Regions from separate parts of the Macaca mulatta genome. Here region 1 is linked to region 2. A link is a contact called in public Hi-C data. All regions are on one chromosome and are shown on one strand. Each heading gives the region's core, a stretch centred on a gene start, on an enhancer-like site or on the middle of the called end of the contact. The rest is flanking DNA. Distances are from core to core; before and after follow the strand shown.

The links. A called contact is a pair of places that touch in the nucleus more often than the background predicts.
Region 1: a contact with region 2 is called in a Hi-C map of blood, with 2.0 times the contacts expected there. The contact joins the promoter of BCLAF1 here to the promoter of MTFR2 in region 2. A contact is called at or near these places in 3 of 14 Hi-C or Micro-C datasets (CD4 T cells, blood and fetal cortex germinal zone).

Annotation. Positions count from the first base shown.
Region 1 is chr4:41,386,393-41,389,816 of T2T-MMU8v2.0, reverse strand. It overlaps BCLAF1 (BCL2 associated transcription factor 1), which reads left to right and starts at 1,674. Exons shown (of 13, transcript XR_001444478.3): 1 at 1,674-1,807. LOC106998138 (a long non-coding RNA gene) reads right to left here and starts at 2,070. Exons shown (of 6, transcript XR_013416220.1): 1 at 1,715-2,070.
Region 2 is chr4:41,350,149-41,353,906 of T2T-MMU8v2.0, reverse strand. It overlaps MTFR2 (mitochondrial fission regulator 2), which reads left to right and starts at 1,592. Exons shown (of 10, transcript XM_077999444.1): 1 at 1,592-1,859; 2 at 2,777-2,893.

The sequences.
Region 1 (3,424 bases), core at 425-2,924, 36 kb before region 2:
CTAAATTCAAGAACCTCCTACTTTGTAGATTGGGAAAGCATCACGTATCAAATGGATCTATTTCAAGAGAACTCTGGATAACTTCCATTTACTAAAGGCTTTGTTCCAAAGGATCTCCTTTGTTACTACCTCATGTTATGTAAATAAAATCATAATCAGTTATATTGCCTCAAATAGATGACTTCATTTTCAACACATGTGCAATAGAACTGCAGAGGGTGGTTCAAGATAATATCCTAGCCTGCAATTTGGTGTATTTTGAATAAATGAATAAAAGCTGTCAGCCCTGAGCGCCCCGACTCCCAATACATGCAGAATAGCAGAGGTGTATTGAGCCTTTATTTATTTTTTTAATATAGTTCATTCACTCAACAAACATTTACTGAGAATATCTCAGACCAGCTGACGCTTAGGGAAATAGAAAAGAACAAACGTTGAATATCGGGGGTGGGGTTTCCCCTGATACCTGCGAATGCTTGGGACATCAGGGCACAACAAAAAGGCCAAAGATTCCTGTGTCCACATCCTGAGGTGGTAATGGGGTGAGGGACAGATTGTACAATAAAAACCTAGGATTCACTCCATGAAAATGTTGTCGTTTTTCTAGTTGAGCTGGTAAATTGGACTGTGAAGAACGAATGCCCTAAGCACAGTGGTAAATTCACAACCAGGGCCCAATACTAGATTCGATTCATTCACTGACACGCTGGTTGCTAATTACAAGTCTGAAATCCATCAAGGTAGTTAACATCCCTAAACATCAAAGTAATAGCTGTTTTAGGCCCGGAGAAGTATAAATGGAAAATGTGCTAAGGCTGCTATTTAAATTCTATTCAAATCAAATGTGGCTTGCCTATTTTCAATCTGACTTATAATTTTGGCCAACCAAGCTACGTTGGGCTGTGTTCCTCGGCTGCCACAAATCATCCTCACACGCTGAACGCTCAACTGCTTCGTGCTCTTTATTTTTTTATGCCTATGCCAACGTTGCCGATGTGGTAAAGCTGTCACCACGCCGTCAGGAGGGCTGCCTCCTTTGGCGCGAGCAGCCTAAGAGGCTTCCGGCTGCTGCGGCGTGAGCTCCGATTTGATCAGACGCCACTCAGGAAAGGGATTTAGATAGTGGCCATTTTTCAACTAAGTGCGTCTGCCGCACTTAATAGCAAAGCAAAAGCCACGCTTTCTAATCTCCAGTTAGGCGTCCAAGAGGAAGAAAAGTGGCCCTTGCTGGCTGAGGGAGCAGCGTGTCTGCAATCACAGCCGCGTTTCGCGTCCCGGTCTTTTCCTCAATGTGGGATTGTCTTTTTGTTTTCTGCCTGGTCTAAGCTGGCCCCACAGAAAGAACAGACCAGACAAGCTTACTGAGGTAAAAAGTAGGGGCGGCGGCGAGGTCTAGAGGGTCTCCTCGGAACTAGGCAGAGACGCCAGCAAAAAGCGCCTTACGGCCAAGCTAACTCAGGCCTAGCAAAATACCCAACCCACTCTACCGCCTCTCCGGCCAAGGCCGTCGCTACGGACCAGAGGGCGGGGCCGCCACACCTTCGCGCGAGACCAGCCACGCGACTTCCCAGAAGGCCTCAGGCAACATCTTAATAGCAGCCAGGAAGCCGGACCAGAGCGGAAGGGTGGGCGGGGCTTGCCCGCATATTTAGCGGCACCCGAGGCCACGCCCCAGATCGGAAGTGACGGAGACGAGCTAGCGCGTCGAAGGTACCTCTATGGTTTTCCTCGCGTTCTTGAGTCGGGAAATGGCCGCTGTGTGGTTGCAACGGAGATAAATCCCCGGAACCGCGATTCGGCGTGTCAGGTAGGCCTCGCGCTGTATTCAAGTTACTCAAGAAGCAGTGAAGACCGAGGACAGGCCATATTTTTGACTTTTCTGTGGGTGGTGACGGGTTGGCGGCAAAAGGAGAACCAAGGAGACGTTGCGCCGTTATTTGTGCGTTTTTTCGTCAGCTTCCTTCAGGTTTTCGAGGCACTACGGGCCGAAAAGGCCGGGCGGGGGCGCTGAGCAGTGCTAACGGCGCGCGCGCTCGTGTTTGCGAACCTGGCTCGAGACCCAGAGCCCGCGCGGCCTCCGGTGCGCGTGCGCATATATTCCTCTTCCACCCTTCCCCCATTTCTTCAGCCTGTATCTCTGCGCGCGGCCGCCTGAGCCTTCCGCGCACGCGCGCTCGTTCCTTTCTTTCTACCCCGCCTACGGCGCCGACGGCCGCCGGAGGTGCAACTTGTGTCCGCCTCTCATTGGCTGGGACTGTCACCTTTCTTCCTGGCCTTTGGGGTTTTGAGAAAATAACTGACCCGCAGCAAAGTGCGTTGAGTAGGTCTGCCCCTTTTCTCGTGGTCTTTAAAACAACTCCCCAGCTTCAGACTACCCGTCAGTTGATGCCTCGTTTTTGTGATGCTACTAGGTTTTAGGGCTCTGTTCTGCCCCTCGCTGCTGACCCTGGTTCTCTGGAGTTAATTTCAGTACCTCCTGCAACCCGCTGTTTTGAAGCTAGCGCGCGCTGTTGACTTGTGGTGGTTGCCTAGTTACGTTTCCCTAGCGAGGGGATTGGGTCTTAGCTGGTGGTTCTGAGCCTGGCCCTGCCCCATCCGGCTGAAAGTGCGGTTCTTCAAGAGTACTAGCGAAGCCGAGTCTTCAGCAAGTGATTCAGCCCGTTTAGTCGTGTCAGAAAAGTTGCAGCCACAGTTGGTAGACAGCTGGTGTGAGAAATGGGTGGGAGTGGCGAATTGGACTTTGCCTTCATTTTAAATTCATGAGTTGGCTTTTAAGATTCGCTGTTAAAATTTATTTCTTCAGAATCAAGCTGAAGTACCAGCAGCTACTTCGCTACCTCAGACTTTTTGAAAAAGCATTTTAGAATTGGAAAAAAATTAAGACAAGTTGAAAGCAAGTGTGGCTAACACTGATGAAAAAGATGAACTATTTCAGACTTGTATCTCATTGCAACAGCGTCTTTCAAATTTTTTCGTATTACAAAGCAAAACAAAATGTATTGCTCCTCGTGTGAATTCTCATTTCAGTTCGACTCTAGTTGAAATGTTAGGATACTGTTTAGGCAGTAAATAACCTTTACGTAGGAAAAACTGCTACAAGGTTTGTGCATTTTTGATCATAACCAATTCAGGATAAATAATTTGATGGGAGGGAAAAAGTGACTCCTCGGCGGGAGTTGAGGCTGCGGGGAGCTATGCTCGTCCCCCTGCACTCCAGAGGGGGCAACAGAGCGAGACCTTGTTACTTAAAAAGGTAGCTCATGGTAAACAATCTTGGAGCGTCTTAGTGATATCATACTTTAACCACTACATTGTGGTGAACGCTGAAATATCTTCTTTAATTCAGGTAATTAAAATGGTGGCAAAGGAAACTGTTTAGCCAGAGCCCTTCTTGACTTTGAAGAACAGTGGTATTGTAAGACTT
Region 2 (3,758 bases), core at 343-2,842:
CTCAATATAATGAGCTAATTCAATATAATGAGCAATTGACAACTAGATACTTTCACATGCAGCTTGTGAATAGCAAGTTTTCTGCCTGGATCAAACTGGGGGAGGGGAACACAGGAAAAACCTCAGAAAGCAAGCCACCATATTTTTTAACACTACTCAGAGACAACAGAAAAGCTAGCTTTGTGGTGTCAGAAAAGCTTTCTTGGACCTTATCATTCTAAGAGTTCAGGAAAATCTAATTTCATGTAAAAATGAGCAACGGAAAAAATGTCCAATCACATAAAAGGATTTTGTCAAAATGGAATTATGAATGCTTTAGTAAACCGTGGAGGAAATACCTCTGAAGAATTTAGAAGAAAGTTGTCAGCAAAGCATTCATGGATGTAGTATTTGACCTGGGTCCTCCTTGCTATCTGAATCAGTTGGAATATTAAGCTATGCTAATAGTGCAGCTGGAACAGTAGTGGTTCCCTTCTTATTCTTCAGGAATGTTTTCATTCTGACTCTGCTGTTTGATAAGAGAGTGGGAAAGGGAGGGGGTTATAAAGCCATGATTTATTCACAAGGGCATAGGGAAGGACAAGGAACTTGAGAAAATTGTGACTTACTCCATGTGGGGTTTCTGATCCATCATCATCCTTGTTCTGCACTTTCAACCATATCCAGCTCAGACTACTGGGCATATCACTGTAATTGCTATCAATTGTTTTGCTAGTTGCTTAGTCCCAAATCATTCTTTATCATCTTTTCTGTCATACCACATTTAGGTATTTTATTCAACAAACGAACTGAATGCCTATTATATACCAGACACTCTTCTAAAGCACTGGGGAAAGATACAGCATGGATCAAAACAAATTCCTGTTCTCCTGGAGTGTACAATTTTGTTTGGTGGTAGGGGAAGCATATCTGAATATGACGGTAAGTGCTATAGAGAAAAGCAAATGAGGGTTAGAATGGAAAGAGATGCCCCACTGGCATGTAAGCTCCAGGAGACAAGGACCTGCCCTGCTGATTAAGGCATTTTTCGTGCTTAGAATGGTGTCTGCTACGTAGTAGATATCCATTATTGGTTGAATGAGTAAATGATGTAAATTTAAAACTTATATTTTCAAATTATGTCAGTAGCAGACACACATCTTAAATTGTTATATTACTCCAGTGCACGTCTTGCTGAAGTTCAGAAGCGGAAGCTATTTCGTATGAAGCCAATAATCTCAAATCAGAAATGAAAACAGATACCACCTGTCATCACTTGCCGTCCTCGGCTAAGCCAGGAGTGTCCGACCCATATTCGGTAGCCTGGATACTTAGGTGTATTTAGTGAACTAACAAATGCATCCTAGCCACTGCAAAGCTTCAGAACCCTAGGGGGTAGTGCTTGGCTTCTGCTAGTCCCACAGGTATTTTAATATTAGCTGAACAAATGAAATAACCAAAAAATAAATCGCGACTGTGTCAGGTGAACTTGGGAAGGCGGATGCGCTTAGGGTCCGGCTGTAGTGAGTAACGCACTCCCTGCGAAGAGTTATATGGAGTACGAACTCTGGCCTGCGAGTCCAGCTCACGGCTTTGTACCTAAAACCTTGCCTTGCGCGAGGGCCGCCGTCCTAACGCGACCTGCCCTGCCCGTCATCTCCTATTGGCTGCCTCTCGGAAGACCCGCCTCTTGAGAAGGAAAAGCCGTCGCTTGCCGAATTGCCTGACGTCATGCAATGACCAATCAGAAGCAGCGATCTTCAGTTTTGCCCAGTGAGACTGGGTACGGGTCCTGGCCCGCGGAGTTTGATTTCGTCCTGGGATGCGGAAGTAGCTGTCCCGTCATGCGGAAGTAGCAGTCCAGTCCTAGGGACTAGAAAGTGGGTTGGTTGGGTGCGGGAGGAGGTGGGCGAGCTTCCCGTAACGTTACCCTGGCTGAACGTGAGGCTCCAGGGCTGGGCACTGGGTCGACCTCTTGTTCCTCGCTGAGGTCATCGTTACCGCCTGTGGCTGCAAGCCGAGGCGCGCGGGTGGAAACTGGGTCGAGGTCTGGGTAGACGTCTGAGCGATGTGGACAAGGAGTGGCGCAGTTTGGAATTCGATTGAGAATTCCTAACCCCTCCGCTTGATGTTCTGGTGATTCCCGGGGTCTCGGCTTCGGAGGAAGGTGAGCAAGGCTACCACGCTGTGTTTGGAGAGCACCGGGAAGCTTGTGGCCAAAGCGAGGGACGCGATCCGGCTCTGGTCACGGCCTGTTACTAGATGGGTGACCAAGTCACGTCACCTATCTGGAATTCATGCTTGTTATTTTAAAAGAGCGAGGAGGGATGGGCAGTACTTCGATATGTGTGTGAGAAGAGCTGTTCATTTTTTTAAAAACTTTGAGTCGGGCCCTTGCCTGTTTTCAAGGGTCGGCTAAACTCACCCATCTGCTGAGTCTCAGCCCAAAGCTTTCAGGAAAGCGAGCTTCGCTGTGGCATGTAACTTGAAGCCTTGCCTAAGTAGATGTCCAGTTTGTTCTTGATTGGTCTCTGTTAACTAGGCCCGTTCATAAGCTCAGACATCCTATGAGGTTTTAATGTAATTTAACCAATAAATTGAAATTTCCTTTACAACCCTCTCTTTCCCCCAGACTTCCCCTTCCTTTCTTTTTCTTTGACTTCCTTCAAAATAGTGCTGGCTAGGAGAAATTAGTTGACGGTGTAGTGTGTATCAAGAGGACTTTTCCAGGTTATGTAGTACAATTTGTGTGGCATTTATTTGTCAAGAGTAACATTTTCTAAAATTTTCCCCAAAGGCACCAAGAAACTGATAATGTTCCTTTGAATTGGCTTCTGTATTTGCTTCATCAATGTCTCTCATACTGAATATCTTAAGAGAGATGCTGGAATATTTTGGCGTTCCTGTAGACCAGGTAAATATCTTTTAATGGATTGGAATGGATCTGTTGTATTTGTTCTTGGGTTTCATTTTGAAATGACTTGTATGTAGTCATTTGATTTAAGGCAAAATTGTTGCTTCTTTTTAGGTGGGACAAAGGTGAGTTTGCAATAGTATAGCTTTGATGGTTTGAGTTAGAAGAGGGATGAGATTATTGAGAACATATTTACCTGATAGGACAAATGCCAACAGAAGATACAAAGGAAGCAAAATACAGACATGACCTTCACAGAATTACATTTATTGCACAGATACATTAAAACTTCTATTCAGGGTAATTTATAAACAAGTTCAATATTTAAACCTCAATAAATCCAGAATAAATCTAATGGAAAGAGGGTGATTTAGGCCTGAGAATTATAAACTGTATTAGTCTGTTCTCATACTGCTAATAAAGACATACCCGAGACTGGGTAATTTATAAAGGAAAGAGGTTTAATTGACTCACAGTTCCACATGGCTGGGGAGGCCTCACAGTCATGGCTGAAGGCAAATGAGTAGCAAAGTCACATCTTACATAGTGGCAGACAAGAGAACTTGTGCAGGGGACTCCATTTTATAAAACCATCACATCTCATGAGACTTATTCACTACCATGAGCATAGTATGGGGGAAGCTGCCCCCATGATTCAGTTATCTTCACCTGGCCCCACCCTTGACACGTGAGGATAATTACAATTCAAGGTGAGATTTGGGTGGGGACACAGCCAAACTCTATCATAAGCAAATCAAATTTTATCTACTTGTTGAACATCTACTGTATCTAAAGACAATATGCTTGTTTCTGCAGCTAATACAGAGGAGTAATACATGGTTCTTGTATTCATAATACTTAAAAT